Linked DNA regions of Mus musculus: regions 2 and 3 are each linked to region 1. The links are chromatin contacts, called in public HiChIP or PLAC-seq and promoter capture Hi-C maps. All regions are on one chromosome and are shown on one strand. Each heading gives the region's core, a stretch centred on a gene start, on an enhancer-like site or on the middle of the called end of the contact. The rest is flanking DNA. Distances are from core to core; before and after follow the strand shown.

What was found. HiChIP or PLAC-seq counts read pairs in DNA pulled down with a chosen protein or histone mark. Capture Hi-C pulls out chosen DNA fragments and counts their contacts.
Region 2: a promoter capture Hi-C map of adipose tissue shows a contact between it and region 1. The contact joins two enhancer-like sites. A contact is called at or near these places in 1 of 39 promoter capture datasets (cranial neural crest), 1 of 484 Hi-C or Micro-C datasets (the HL-1 cell line), 2 of 115 datasets of contacts at active chromatin or transcription factors (intestinal villus epithelium and pancreatic cancer cells) and 3 of 9 other capture datasets (adipose tissue, liver and pancreatic islet).
Region 3: a contact with region 1 is called in an H3K4me3 HiChIP or PLAC-seq map of bone marrow-derived macrophages, with 5 times the contacts expected there. The contact joins two enhancer-like sites. A contact is called at or near these places in 2 of 115 datasets of contacts at active chromatin or transcription factors (bone marrow-derived macrophages and pancreatic cancer cells) and 3 of 9 other capture datasets (adipose tissue, liver and pancreatic islet).

What each region holds. Positions count from the first base shown.
Region 1 is chr5:121,582,236-121,587,254 of GRCm38.p6, reverse strand. The region is part of intron 1 of Aldh2 (aldehyde dehydrogenase 2, mitochondrial); the gene reads left to right. Among named protein-coding and RNA genes, the nearest start is that of Aldh2, 9.1 kb to the left of the region's middle. Within about 2 kb of position 2,829, at least 206 of the 459 cell types and tissues checked have an H3K27ac peak or open chromatin away from gene starts, as enhancers often do. A contact at or near this core is called in adipose tissue and bone marrow-derived macrophages, where this site is marked.
Region 2 is chr5:121,377,088-121,382,106 of GRCm38.p6, reverse strand. It overlaps Trafd1 (TRAF type zinc finger domain containing 1), which reads left to right. Exons shown (of 12, transcript NM_001163470.1): 3 at 2,426-2,561; 4 at 2,638-2,691; 5 at 3,206-3,611; 6 at 4,163-4,369. Among named protein-coding and RNA genes, the nearest start is that of Gm42020, 5.9 kb to the left of the region's middle. Within about 2 kb of position 2,151, at least 9 of the 459 cell types and tissues checked have an H3K27ac peak or open chromatin away from gene starts, as enhancers often do. A contact at or near this core is called in adipose tissue, where this site is marked.
Region 3 is chr5:121,424,993-121,430,011 of GRCm38.p6, reverse strand. It overlaps Naa25 (N(alpha)-acetyltransferase 25, NatB auxiliary subunit), which reads right to left. Exons shown (of 24, transcript NM_172722.4): 14 at 3,861-4,041; 15 at 3,186-3,285. Among named protein-coding and RNA genes, the nearest start is that of Erp29, 25 kb to the left of the region's middle. Within about 2 kb of position 2,556, at least 10 of the 459 cell types and tissues checked have an H3K27ac peak or open chromatin away from gene starts, as enhancers often do. A contact at or near this core is called in bone marrow-derived macrophages, where this site is marked.

The DNA.
Region 1 (5,019 bases), core at 1,580-4,079:
ATCCCTGCCACAAAATGGGTTTCAGGAAGGCCATAGGTTTGAAACCAGGCTTTGCTCCGCATAGCTTGATCATGGACAGATAAGCTACCTCAGGATGAAGCCCCTCTGGGTCAGAAAAAGAGTAAATATTTAAGGAGACATTTGATCAAGGCTTTGAAATCAGCTGGGAGGAGCCGCTTCTGTGATCCAATTTGTATTTCTGCTTGGCAAGGAACTGCCTTAGAGTAAATATTGAGTTTACAAATGCTTGCTGTTTATGAAAATGTCTGTGGCTTTGTGCCGAAGGAGCCAGAGATATGATCACTTCCTGGGGACCCAATGTGAAATATCTGGGAGTTAACATGAGCAGAGTGTGGGAAGAGGTGGGAAGGTGGTGGAACGAGCCAGGGTCAGGGGTCATGGTGAGACAGAATTACCAGCTGTTTAAGCACAGGGACAAATTAAAACCTCACTATCCTGGCAAAAGTTTCAAAATAGAGCCAAGCCCCACCTCCTTCCTGGGAGGGGCGACGATAAATTTGGCAGTACAAAAAGCACTGGCTTGGGAGCTGGGGGGTGGGGGGGAGCTCAGTGCCTGAACATCTCAGGGGTTCCCCTTAGCTTTGACCACAAGCTGACCCTAGGTGCCTCTGATGTTAAAGAGTACATCTATATGTGTGTCAGTCTGTGCTTATCTGGAACTTGACCCCCTTGGGATCTTGTAATGCAAATGCTAGCGGGTGCTGTTCACTGGATGGTTACATAACTGCCTTTTAAGAAGCAGATGGGCGCTTGCTTCCTGCTGCAGGCCTTGGGTTTGATTATAGCAAAGAGGAGAAGCAGAGTAAAGAGATGTGGGAGAGATTGAGCAGGGCTGGTAGGCGCTGGGCGTGGTGCCGCTCAAGAGGCTGAGGCAAGGGGATTATGGGTTTCGGGCTAGCCTAGGCTACTTCAATAAAGGAGGAATAAGCTAAAATAAAAATAAAGGAAGGAAGGAAGGAAGGAAAAAGCGAGAAAGCCAGAAGAATTCCCTAAACCAAACTTTTTTTTTTTTTTTTTTTTTGGAATCACCCGTGGGGGGTGGGGGTGAAGCGCTCCAGGATCGTGGGTATCCTAGGAGACTTCCATGCATCAGGATTTGAAAGGGATTCCCAGGATGGTGCTTTCTTTAGCAAACTGAGCAGCCATCTGCCCGCAGAACCTAGTGCCCAGGTTTCCTTGGGACTGCATGTCTCCCCAGAGTCCTGCTGTGGTAGGAAACGCAAAGATGGCTGTAGGAAGTGGATGGAAGAGCTTGCCTGCTGCCTTAGATAGAGTAGGATTCACAAAACAATGGCAGCATCTGATCCGGAAAGACACCTGCAGCTCCTATTCTCAGGGGGCCAAGATCCATGGTCCTTGTCTCCCAGTCTCCTGGGTCCTCCCTGCGGGGATGATAGTGCTCCATTGGGAAGCCAGCAATGGACTCTCCCTCTCACAATGTGATGCTGCTCCTCCTGGACCAGGACCACCTGTGAGAGAATATTACTGCGGGGCAGTGGTGGCACAAGCCTTTGATCCCAGCACTTGGGAGGCAGAGGCAGGCGGATTTCTGAGTTCGAGGCCAGCCTGGTCTACATAGTGAGTTCCAGGACAGCCAGGGATATACAGAGAAACCCTGTCTCGAAAAACCAAAAGAAAAAAAGAGAGAGAGAGAGAATATTGCCAATGAGTCCTCTTGTTTGCCCCTTGGCAGTGTTCTCTACAGCTAAAGGCACAGGGGCTCTTTATCATCATCTTCCATCACTGGAGGCCATGCTGAGGAGGAAGATTCGTTCCCTTTCCCGTTAAAGACAGTTCCACACTTGGGAGGCAGAGGCAGGTGGATCTCTGAGTTCGAGGCCAGCCTGGTCTACAGAGTGAGTTCCAGGACGACTAGGGCTAAAAGAGAAACCCTGTCTCAAAAAAAAAAAAAAAAAAAAAAGACAGTTCCAGAAGGGGCTGGGACCAGAAAGTGCAAGTCTCACTTCTGTAGTGAGTGTGAAAATGAAATTCTTTGACTCTTTTAGTTTAAAATCAAAACAAACTTGATGCCCCACCGGCTGGCTCATCGGCCAAGGATGCTTGTGGTTGGGCCTGATGGCCTGAGTTCTAGCCATCAAAGGCCCAAGGTAGAAGGATAGGATGACAGACTTCCAAAAACATGTCCGCTGACCATGACACACTGTGACGCGCGCGCGCACACACACACACACACACACACACACACACACACAGAGTTAATCAAACAACCAACTTGAAATTCTTTCTAGAAAGTTCCCTCCTTCCACATATCACAGCTTGTGGTGGTTTGAATAGGAGTGCCCCCCCCCCCCCCGTGTTGGCCCATAGATTTCTAGGATTAAATTAATAAAATGCCCAATGTATCTAGCTGAGTTTTCTTAAAGGTTTGCTCTTATATTTATATAGTTTATACTGGGATTAAGAGTGTGTACCGCCACAAAACTCTTGGGGTCCTCTTTAATGGCTCCCTCTGAGACCCTCCACTTTCTCCACAGCCTATGTGCAGTCACTGGGACCCTCTCCTCCTCAAAACTTAAGCTCCAGGGAGCCAAGGCTTTGCTGTTTGGCCCTGTGTGCCTGTCATGGTGGTGGCTCTGACTTACTGCCAGAGCTTAGAGGACACCTAGAGTCTGTGAAACCCTCTTGACAGGGGCAGACACTGTTTGGATTTTACTTTAGATTTCAGAGTGTTACCTCCTGACCTGTGTGTTTTAGAAACCGAAGAGGAAATGCATTCAGCACCTTACATAAGAAAGGCAGGCCTTGGTTGGGGGCCAGGAGGGTTAGACGCCAGTGGACTTGTGGCTTGGATTCTGCCCTCTTGTGGTCTGAAGGCGCTGGCTGTGCTGGGCTGTGTGAGAGCGGCCTGCCCTCCTGGCTCCCCACCAGCGCTTGGCTGGGGGTCAAGGGGAGGGGCGTGGTGGGGAGGAAATGGGGACCATGAACTCAGCAATCTCTTATTTCACCAGCCAAGAAGGAAGGAAGGACAGAACTTTGACCAGTCACTCCCACAGACTGGAAGAATGACACAGCATATTCCAGCCTTGCCTCCGAGCACAGGGACAAGGCAGGGTGGGACAGTGTTCCAAGACCACCTAATTTGATTAGGCCACCTCTCTCTGTCCAACTTCCTGATGTTTCAAAGTGCCCTGAGAATTTCTTGGGGGTAAACTCATGAATTCTGTCTGGAGGGGAAAGCCGGGTGGCTGAGTCACTCCTGGTCTGAGATCTTAAGTTGTAGCTGGCTGTGCCCTTCTAGGATAAGTGTTATAAAACAACCTGTGGCCGGGTCCTGGTCCGGAACTGCACACCTCTCATACAGACAATCTTTATACAGACATCTGAGACTCATTTCCCCAGTTTCCAAATGGGGAGGGGCTAGACTCCAGTCTATGCCTGCCTCACCTTGAAGTTCGATCTTTCTGACATTCAGAATAAAGTGTAGCGGGGCGGGGGTGGGGCTGGTCATGGGTGGGGGTGGTGAGTAAGACTGATGGCAATTGTATTTTTATTGGGTACTACTATTATTATTATGACTTTGTGAGACTGGGTTTTGCTATGTGCTGTGTGCTGGTCTCAAGGCAATCCTCCTGCCTCAGCCTTCTAAGTGCTGGGGTTATATACATATGCCTCCATGTTTAGCTTTGAGGAGATACTAACCTGGGCCATGGCTGGAGTTGGAAGAGGGCAGATAACAAGGTCTTGGCATCTGTATTAGTCAGGGTTCTCTAGAGTCACAGAACTTACGGATAGTCTCTAGTTAGTAAAGGAATATATTGATGACTTACAGTCGGCAGCCCAATTCCCAACAATGGTTCAGTCGCAGCTGTGAATGGAAGTCCAAGGATCTAGCAGTTACTCAGTCTCACGCAGCAAGCAGGCGAAGGAGCAAGAGCAAGAGCAAGAGCTAGACTCCCTTCTTCCAATGTCCTTATATTGTCTCCAGCAAAAGGTGTAGCCCAGATTAAAGGTGTGTTCCACCACACCTTTAATCCCAGATGAAAGGCATAGCCCAGATTAAAGGTGTGTTCCTTAACTCGGAGATTCAATCTTCTGGAATCCATAGCCACTATGGCTCAAGATCTTCAAACCAAGATCCAGATAAGGATCTCCAAGCCTCCAGATAAGGGTCACTGGTGAGCCTTCCAATTCCGAATTGTAGTTCATTCCAAATATTGTCAAGTTGACAACCAGGAATAGCCACTACAGCATCCGAATGCTTGCATTCCACCCTGGCTCTTGTCTCTGCTGTGGATGTGAACCCATGGCCAAGCTTCCCCCTCCCCTCTCCCCTCCTGTACTTGGTGAAGGGAATTAAGACGAGTGCTGGTAGCCCGGCAGTGGTGGCGAACACCTTTAATCCCAGCACTTGGGAGGCAGAGGCAGGCAGATCTCTGAGTTCGAGGCCAGCCTGGTTTATAGAGTGAGTTCCAGGACAGCCAGAGCTCCACAGAGAAACCATGTCTCAAAAAACAAGCAAACAAACAAAAAGACTAGTGCTGCTCACAGCTGTGCCTGCGGATGGAGCTCGTGTAGACATGGAGCAGATCATGCTACATTTCCCTGCCCTCTCTAGCTTGGCCCTCCAGCACCCTCCTAACGTCTTTCTGTGCCGCCTTGCCATGGAGGGCTCTGTGAGCCTGTGGCACGCCGCATCCATTCCCAAGTCTTCTCCACTTCCCCTCTGATCCTTCCTCCCCTTTGCTTCACTCGAACCTCGATGGGGAGAGAGAGAGAGAGAGAGAGAGAAGGGTTTTTAGCCCCTGGGGTCCCAGCCCACCACAGCACAGGTGGCCTGGAAGTCAGCCCAGATGAGTTAAGGTTTCAAGTCTGAGCCTCACATCCAAGTCCCTCACTGGGAACTATATGGGTCTAGGAAACTAATATTGGTGGATATTGAAGCCACACAAGCATAGCTTGACAGTCGAGTTTACCTTTACATGTATCTTGCCAGATTCGGGCAGTGAGCAGCTGCGTAGTGCAGTTCAGTGAGAGAAA
Region 2 (5,019 bases), core at 902-3,401, 200 kb after region 1:
GATGGTTGTGAGCCATCATGCAGTTGCTGGGAATTGAACTCAGGACCTCTGGAGAAGCAGCCAGGGCTCTGCCATCTCTCCAGCCTTGTAATGCTCTTACTTAAAACTAACGGAGAAAGAACTGTGTATTCCGTTTGTGTGCATGCATGCACATGTGTGAGAGTGTGGCTTGCCATTTCAGCAAAACTGGTTGGCCATGAGCCCTGAGTCTGCCTGTCTCTGCCGTGACTCCTGGCATTTACATGTGCCCGGGGATCTGAACACAGGTCCTCAAGCTAGCATAGCAAGCGCTGTACCCACTAAGTAAGCGCAGTGCAGCAGTTGGTTTTGGGCTTCCCTTACCACGTGGTGTAGTGGGGAGACACTGGTGGGGGAGACTGCCCTGCTGATGGGGAGTTTGAGCAGAGCTCCGTTGCTCGCCCTGCCCTCGTGGGTGGCTGAAGGGCATAGTTTAGAGAGTAGCTTTTCACTGGTGCTCCCTGCTTGCCACTTCAGAGAGTCCCCAAGTGTCATTTGCATGTCTGCATAAGTCAGTGGCTTTGTCACCATTGATGTGGATAAAATAAGAAAATGTCACTTGAGAAGCAAAATGGCATGTGGCTGAGCCATCCTGATTCCCAGTCTGTTGTCATTCGAAGGAGTCTGGGACAGTGTATAAATAACTGCTAAGGGATTCAGAAGGCACAGTGCAGGAGCTAGTGAGAACAAGGTTACCTGGTGCAGAGCAACGTACAGAAGAAAAGCAGCTTAGCAGCTTAGCGTGGACGACAGACCTAGCTACACCGGCCTGTCTGAGGAACTATTCACACTGCAGGTTTTGAAAGCTGCTCTGGGGGTGCTGTAGAGATGGCTCAGTGGTTACGAGCTGCTACTACTCCAGCAGAGGACCCAAGTTCAGTTCCTAGCACCCACATCTGGTGGCTCACAGTCACCTATAACTCAAGCTGTAGGTGGAATCGGATGCCTCTGGCCTCTCGGCACCAGCTCTCCTGTGCACATCCCCATGTATGCATGCGTGTAAGAGTATTAACTACATCTTTTGTAAAAGTTTTTTTTGGGGCTGGATAGATGGTTTGGTGGGTAAGAGCACTTGAGCACCCGTTGCTCTTCCAGGGCACCTAGGCTCAGTTTTCCCAGGGTTCAGTTCCCACACTGTGGCTCAAAGCATCCATAAATCCAGTTCCAGGGGATCTGATGCCCTCTTCTGGCCTCTATGGGTACTGCATGCATGTGGAGCACATACATACATGTAGGCAAAACATTTATACACAACGTCAGTAGTACATCTAATAAAACTGTTGGTCTTTGAGCCAGGTATGGTGGCCACACCTTTGATTCTAACACTTGGGAGGCAGAGGCAAGTGGATGGATTTGTTATGAGTTTGTGGCCAGCCCTGGTCCACATAGAGAGACTCTGTTTCATAAAATAAAGGCAATTGGTCTTTGGAGCCTTCTCTGCCACCTCTCGTTTTTCCCCTCGGTGTTTTGAGGTAGGGTTTTTCTGTGTAGCCCTGGTCATTCTGGAACTTGCTCTGTAGACCAGGCTGGCCTCAAACTTGGATCCTCTTGTTTGCCACGTTGTACGCTACCATGCCTGGCTCTGGCTCTCTGTCATCTTAAGAAAAGGGTCTTCAGGACTGTAATTGCATTAGGTACAACTAGGCAGTTAGTAGGAAAGAAAAGTCTGTTGTGATTAAAAATGCTTTTTTCCTAAATGGTGTCTATTTATTATACTATATGTATGTATTCTGTATGCACGCACATGTGCACCACGATGTGCAAGTGAAGGGCAAAGGATAGATATCCTTTGGGGACCAGTCCTCTCCACCTACCGTGGATCCTGGGGTGACATTTGGGTTGCCAGGCTTGGACCATCACACCAACACAGAAATATTTTGTCACCTCTTCTCTTCTGGTTCTGGACATTCCAGGCCATGGGAGGATCAGCGATAGGAGCCTCCCGGTACCTGGAGGCTGAGGAAGGAGCTCCAGGCCAATCGGAGCTACACTAGCAAGAGCATGACTTGAAAGTCAAACACACAGAGATAACAATCATTAGGCGGGCCAGGGGTTTTCCATTCCCAGCGCTCAGTAAGCTAGGGCAGGAAGATGGCTGTGAATGGGAAGCTTGTCTATATGACAGTGACAGCGTGAGAACCAGTCTCAAAACACAAGCTGGGCATGCTGGGCCTCGCCTACAGGCCTCACCTTTGCGAGGTGGAGAGACGAAAATCCAGGTCTTTTCTGCAGAGTGACTTGAGGCCAGCCTGGGCTCCATGAGTTCCTGTGTGAAAAGGCAAACACAAAACCAAAATGTGGCTGGGGACCAAACACTGACAGGACATGTGTCCATGTGGTGGCACTGTGTGAGAGAGGGTGTGGGTCACACAGTAACGCTTGCCTTTCTTTCCGCTTACTTCTGCAGCAAGAAGGAAATTCCTGTATTTAATTTTACCATCCATGAAATCCACTGTCAAAGGAACATTGGTGTGTGCCCTGTCTGCAAGGAACCGTTCCCCAAATCTGACATGGACATTCACATGGCTGCAGAGCACTGTCAGGTGACCCACCCGTCCCCAGATGTCCCCGGGGAAAGGTGTCGTGACAGGGCCACTGGATTGACTCTTTTCATCCTAGGTGACCTGTAAATGCAACAAGAAGTTGGAGAAGAGGCAGTTAAAGCAGCATGCGGTTAGTGTCACCGTGGGAAGGGAGGAGGGATGCACTTCTGGGGCCAGGCCCCGCTGAGACCACAGAGCCTCGTTGCAGCAAGCAAGCCTGTATAAGCCTGTTCTCCACCACCTTGCAGGCAGACCTTTGCTCATAGCCCAGTTGAAACTTTTACTGACCCTGCCAGATGGGCTCCTAGCTCCTGTACTCCTTCCTTGGACTGCGTTCTTGCCCCTATTGGTGCCTTCCTGGCTTGTTCTATATGTTGAGGTCATATATAATGTGTGCATGTGGAGGTCAAAGGGTATCTTGTGGGAGTCAGTTCTCCTTCCTGGGCCTCAAATTCAGGCTGTCCAGCTTTGGCAGCAAGTAACTATAGTTGCGAAACCATCTCACTGACCTCCAGCTCCTCCTTAGAAAGCAAGGCATTCCTGCCCAGGTTAGAGAAGGCTGAAGTCGATACTTAGTTTCTTGCCCAGTGCTGAACTCCAGCCTCTGTGTGTGTATAATACATCCTGGCCACCTTGCCTTACAGGAGACAGAGTGTCCCCTGCGGCTCGCCGTCTGCCAGCACTGTGATCTGGAGCTTTCTGTTGTCAAGTTGAAGGAGCATGAGGATTACTGTGGAGCCCGGACAGAGCTGTGTGGCAGCTGTGGGCGCAACGTGCTTGTGAAGGAGCTGAAGACTCACCCCGAAGTCTGTGGGAGAGTGGAGGAGGAAAAGAGAACGGAGGCTGCCATCCCTCCGGAGGCTTACGACGAGCCCTGGAGTCAGGACAGAATCTGGATCGCATCCCAGCTCCTCAGACAAATCGAGGCTCTGGACCCGCCCATGAGGCTCCCTGGAAGGCCCCTGCAAGCCTTTGAGGCAGACCCCTTCTACAGTAGGACTACCAGCCAGAGGAGCATGGCAGCCCAGTTTCCAGTTCAAAATAATCTTTGTGAGTTGTGCTTGGCATTAGAAAGTGGTCCACCATCCCAGGACCAAAGGGCAACAGGACTTTGGAGACAAATAGATCTTGATGCTAGAAACATGACAGTCACTGGGTAACAATGGGGAGGATACCACACTTGCCTGTACAGCAGGAATAATGAGCCTTGTGGTGGTACACTGTTGCTGTTAGGATGGATGGCGATGGGCTGACAGAGTCCTTAGTCTCTGAGACACCTGTAGCGTGCTCTTGGGTTGTTACCAGGGCTCATTAGCACAGGGAAGGGGCAGGCTACTTCTGCCATAATGCAGATGAGATGAGAGCAGTGTTGAGCCCAGTGCCAGTCTGTCTCATAGTTACCAAGCGTGACCCTGCTGATTGGTCACTTGTATGATCCCACTGGCTTATTGTTTGATGGCACATGTCAAGTTCAGAGATTCCTGAAGGCAGAGGGCTCAGGGTGCCAGTGGGTTGGCAGGCTTCTGCTGGTCTAGACAGCCTGTCAGGCTTGGCTTGTGCCTGTCTCTAGTGTGCTCATGCATGCTTGCTTTCTTCCCCAGTTGAAGAACAAGAAAGGCAGGAAAGGAACAGAAGCCGGCAGTCCCCAAAGGACAGCGCTGAGAATAACGCACACTTGGACTTCATGTTGGCCTTGAGTCTGCAGAATGAGGGACAGGCCACCAGCATGGTAGAGCAGGGCTTCTGGGAGTCTGTGCCTGAGGCTGATCCGGCTCGTGCTGGGCCCACATCTCTAGGTGACATAAAGGGTAAGATTGCTTCTTTTGCATAGTCTTTACAATTTTTTAAATTAATTTTTATGTATGTTCTGCTTGCTTGTATGATCATGTATCATATGCTTTCAGTGCCTTGGGAGGTTAGAAGAGGATGTTGGATCTCCCAGAGCTGGGGTTACAGGCAGTTGTGAGCTAGCATGCAGGTGCCAGGAATTGAACCTCTATAAGAAGAGCAAGTGCCCTTACCCCCTGATCCATCTCTCCAGCCCCTAGTCACTATAATTTTTGTTAGTCTTACATTATATAACTCATATAGAATTGAAAATACTGGTCTGGTGAGAAGGCTCAGTGGGTAAAAGCACTTGTCTGGGTTTGGAGTAACTCCCATAGTTGGTCTTTGACACCACGAGAGCTGCACATGGCTTGACTGTGCCCCTTTCCCACGACAGACAAACATCTAAACTCAGGAGGCAGAGGCAGGCAGGTCTCTGTGAGTTCCAGGATAGGGTGGTTTAGTGAGACACTGTTTTGAAAAAATGGATTGTTTTTTCTTTTTTAAAGATTTATTATTATATGTCTTCAGTTGCACCAGCAGAGGGCGACAGATGTCATTACAGATGGTTGTGAGCCACCATGTGGTTTCTTTCTTTTTTTTTTTTTAAAGATTTATTTATTTATTACAT
Region 3 (5,019 bases), core at 1,307-3,806, 160 kb after region 1:
CGACCATAGCCCACCCAAAATGAAACCACTCTCCTTCAGAGAGACACTGCTCCTAGGTGGGTACCAGACACAAGGTGATGGATGAGCTGTGCAGCAGGACAGAAGACACCAAACAAGACACCAATAGGACTGTCATAATGGACTCCGAGGAAGACATCAAGAACCAAGTTTCCTGAGCACACAAACTGCTCAGTTGCCCCAGACAAGCAAGTGAAGGGAGCGCTCCCAAGTGTACTGTGACTCAGATTAAAATTATCGGATGAGATGCTGCAGAGCAGAGCCAAGATAGAGAGTTCTACACAAAGTCCTGGCACAACACAAGCAAATCTCAGGGAAGAACATTTCAGAGTGGGCCCAGGCCACTAGGATCAGAAGATAGATCACCCCTTTGGGCCAAGGGAAGCATTTAGCTGAACGCTGATGTCTGCCCCAAAGACACTGTCTAGAAAAGCTAGTTTTTGCCTAGTTTTTATTGCTTGCTCTGCCCCCATTTCCACTATGCCTGAGTAATTTGCCCAGGAGAAAAATAGGCCAATAGTCAACAACATACCCTCTGATACACAGCCTCGCAGGGTTCATTTCAAGCCGTGGGGCTGCGCCACGGGTGCTAAGTCAACTGCATTCGATGCGGCTTTTAAACCCCCAGGGGACACCTCGGCCAGCTGTTTGCCTGCAGTATCTGGAGAGATTAAAGACGGACGGACACAAGAAAATTAAAAAGATTATGTGTGATCCTGCGGGTGTAGGACTGACTGCCAGCTTGACTGAGGACACTGGCATGCCTCATCAAGAGGCCCACACTTAGTCAGACTTCTCTCCTATAGTCCCCAACTTAGAAGACACAGCAGGGCTAACTGCCAACCCTTGCAATGGGAGCTTACAGCTTGAAAACACTTCAAGCTAGCCAGGATGCAAACAAGACTTGGGTGGTTCTGGGCAGACTGCAGTTCCAACATGAGACCAGCCTTCCCTAAAATGGGAGCTCAGTGTCTGAGCAGTCCACAGAACTTCACTTGAGAAAACAGACAACAGCTTTTACATGACAGAAACAAGGGACAACCAGGAGAAAAATACAGTCTCAACACACCAGGAGTGGCTGCAGTTTTTGTGCATCTGCCTGAGATAGTCCTCTTCAAATGCCACATTACAGTGGCTCTGCAGGGCTAGCCAAGGGCCCAGGGAGCAGTAGCAGAAGGCTGAGAACATCCCTGCTGAAGCCTGGCGCCTCATGGGACACAGCCAAACAAGCGGCCATAAGCACTCTAAAGACTACTGCCAGAGCATGCATCCACACCTACTCCCGGTCAGACACCAGAAGAATCCCTAAAAATGAACCCTGAGTGCTATGAAAATTAGCAAAACACACAGGTATCAGACCTTAAATGATGACTAATATGAATATCTAAAATAAAGATTTCAAAGAAAAAAATTTCAAATACCCTTATTATTTGTATTTATCCAATGTATGTTTGGGTGGATCCCCTGGACCTGGAGGTACAAATGGTCCCGATCCACCAGACGTAGACTCAGGCCCTCTGCAAACCCAGTATGCTCTTAACCACTGTCCTATGTCTCTGTCCCCCAAAAGGGAGCATTTAAAACTAGCTGACTTTTGGCAATGGGAAGACCTAACAGTGACACCTAACAAGACAGCAGGACCATCCAAGGGTAACTGAACCCCATAGCACGGAGCCACCTAACAACAGCAGACTGCCTATTTAAGAAGTGCTTTGTTAAAGAACTAATTAGGAAGCGAAATAAATTAGTAGCCCAAGGGAAGAAGCATCCAGGGACCCCCAGAACAAGTGAAAGTTGCAGAAGACTAGGCTACCCCAACAGGCACAGGGCTCCATTTCCTTACTATAGATATGGGCATCAGCACTGCCTCTGGTCCTCACAGATGGTGTACTTGAGAATGGTTAAAGTAGCCCCAGCTAAACTCAAGGAGAGGATTACTATTCCCTGACTAGTAAACTGGTAATTTATCAGGCTCAGCATCATGTACATTTAGCTACATTAGTGATTCCTGCCACAGGCAACATAGCAAAACATTGATTCCTCTGAGGCCAGGCAAGAAGACAGAGCACTTGGGGCTAGCCTCACCTACATTGCAAGACCCTGTCTCAAATTTTAAGAGTCTTCAATAAATTAAATGTCTTTAACCTCTTCCTTATAAATACAGAAGAGTGAGAATAATGAAAGATGAGGAAGCAATTCTTAAGTTAGTAAATCCCTCAGAAAGAGATGGCAAGCACACATTCCTCAATGTGCTGTGTGGTCACAGGTTTCTCTGTCATCAGGGAGAAGGTCCCCACAGGATAAGCAGACAGATAGCTGATGGAGTGGGCTGAGGCAGAGGCCAGCCTTCTCTAGGATCAAAGCTATCCTCAGCTGCTTCGCACCTATGGTGCAGAACACACACTGCTCAGACATCTGTCTGCCCTGCTTCTTTATTCTTTAACACATCTCTCAAGAAGCACGTGGAAGACAGACTTTAAAGGAAAGACCTCAAGACTCAAGAGTATTTGTCAAGATGAGTCACAGATGGCAACTTCCTCACCAAGCTCAATGATGCTGAGAGACCAGGAAACTAGGAAGCTACTGGCTAAGCCAGGCATGGCCCAACTCTAAGAAGTGAGGCTTAGCCACACACAAGAAGAACAGCAGTAGTGGCCACTCTAAAGACTCGCCGTCTCTGCACACTAGCTCCTGGTGTTGCTCCAGTTTTGCAAGACCATCAACTGAGACCATGTGGATTCCTGAAAGAACTTTAACCACGTGGGCCCAGGGAGCAGCAGGGATGACTACATGCAGACCCTCCTAGACTCTGCCCTGGGCAGCTCTAACAAACTGGCCCTTAAATGCAGTAGGGGATGCTATTGGACCAAACTTAGAGCCCCTTGCTCCAAGATTGGAAATCTTGGAAAGTCCCTGGATAGCATGTGAAACGCAAAGCTGAGGGACGTGAGATGTCTCAGTCTGTTAGTGTCCCGTTAGAAACGGACATTTCTAAGGATTCAATTATAGACATGAGCACTGAGCAAATTCAATACCTCTCCCTAGTGGTCTACGGGCACCTGCCAGCTAAAGAGCCAGGCGCCGGGGACTCTGTGTTGTGACCCTAGGCGGTGCACTCTACACCAGGCAGTCAGCAGCAAGCCATGATACCAGTGGGTTTCACTTACATCTTTCTGGTTGGAGTGGAAAAACCTGAGTGCAAAGTTACAGGACTGGGAGGCAGCAGCATACTGACCCAGGGATGCAGCATATCGGGTCAGAAGATAGCTAGGGAGGAAGAACAGAGAAAACATCAGTTACTTCCCTCTACTGTCGAATACTAGGCATCAAGTTACTATGGCGAAGAGAAAGCAGGCCAAAAAACCCCCAAAACCCCTGCCAGAATGATCCTGCTCATGGGATCAAATTAAAAGAAAATCAAGAGAGCTCTTTCTTTACACCTTGATAATAACAAGAATGAACACCATATTCTCTTCCTAAATTCGAATAACTACATAACATAGCCCAAACTCAAACTCAAAATGAAGTCTTGGGTCAGTGGCAATAGCTCACAGAAGATAGTCTGAAGGATACACACAGCAAAAGAGCACAAGCATGCCTCAAACAATGGCTGGCACTATCTCTGGGGAAAGCAACTGACCATTATAATTAAAGCAGTCGGAGATACAAACCCTTGCGCTCTGGCTAATGTTTGGAGCCCTGCGCTGCTACAGTCTACACGAGTGACCTTCCTAGGCTCGACGAAACTGCCTGCTCGGTTCTCAGAGTGTATGCTACCAACCCAATGCCTTCCTAGGCTCCATGCAGCTGCCTGCTCGGTACTCAGAGTGTATACTACCAACCCAATGGTGTCGTGCTGGATGTGCTTAGCATCGAGACTGGAGTAGAGATCCACCACTGGTTCAAATGCACCCAGCACGCAGTAGATCCGAACAAGTAGCAATTTGAACTGAGCATTGGATGGGCTGTGGGTTAAGCCTTCTTCCAGCAGAGTCAGGGCCTGCCAGACCGCAGTCTCCTCACCTGGAATCAAAACACATTATCCACTCAGCTTTAAGAGCACGGAATTTCCTAACAACAATGAATCATGAATGAGTTTGGATGCATAAAAATTTTAGATACAGACTTGGGATCAAAAGAGGGAATTCCGGGCTGGAGAGATGGCTCAGTGGTTAAGAACACCGACTACAGAGTCGGTCCCGAGTTCAAATCCCAGCAACCACATGGTGGCTCACAACCATCCATAATGAGATCTGACTCCCTCTTCTGGAGTGTCTGAAGACAGCTACAGTGTACTTACATATAATAAATAAATAAACCTTAAAAAAAAAAAAAAAGAGGAAATTCCCCTAAATACAAAGTCCTCAAGTAGTTACATCAGTGCTTAAATAGAGCTGTGCAAAAGTAATCCAGGATGTAGAACAAGAGGATGTTAGCTAGCCTTCCCCCTGAAGGGCTTTAACCACAAGACAGACCCTACAAGCTATTATCATTTTATTCCATATGTAACTGTACTAAAAATATCACATATGATACTTAAAAGAAAAAAACTGCTATTAGGAACAGAGAGGTGGTTCAGCACATAAAGGTACTTGCCACCAAAGCCTGCAGTTGAGTCTGAGCCCTGGGTCCCACATAGTGATCTTTGTAACTCATGAGTGATGGCACATGTATCCACACACATATACACAAACATACAAAATGTTATTTTAAAAAAAGGAAGCTGGAGGCTAGAGAGATGACTCAGAGGTTAAGAGCACCGGCTGCTCTTCCACAGGTCCTGAGTTCAATTCCCAGCACCCACATGGTGGCTCACAACCATCTGTAATGGGATCCGATGGCTATTCTGTCATGAATGCATACATGCACAAACACCACTCATATTGAGAAATAAGTAAATCTTCAAAAAAGGGGGGGGATGTGAAGCTGGGCTGTAGTGGTCCCCATCTTTAATCCTAGCCCCCAGGAGGCAGAGGCAGGTACATCCCTGAGTTTCAGGCC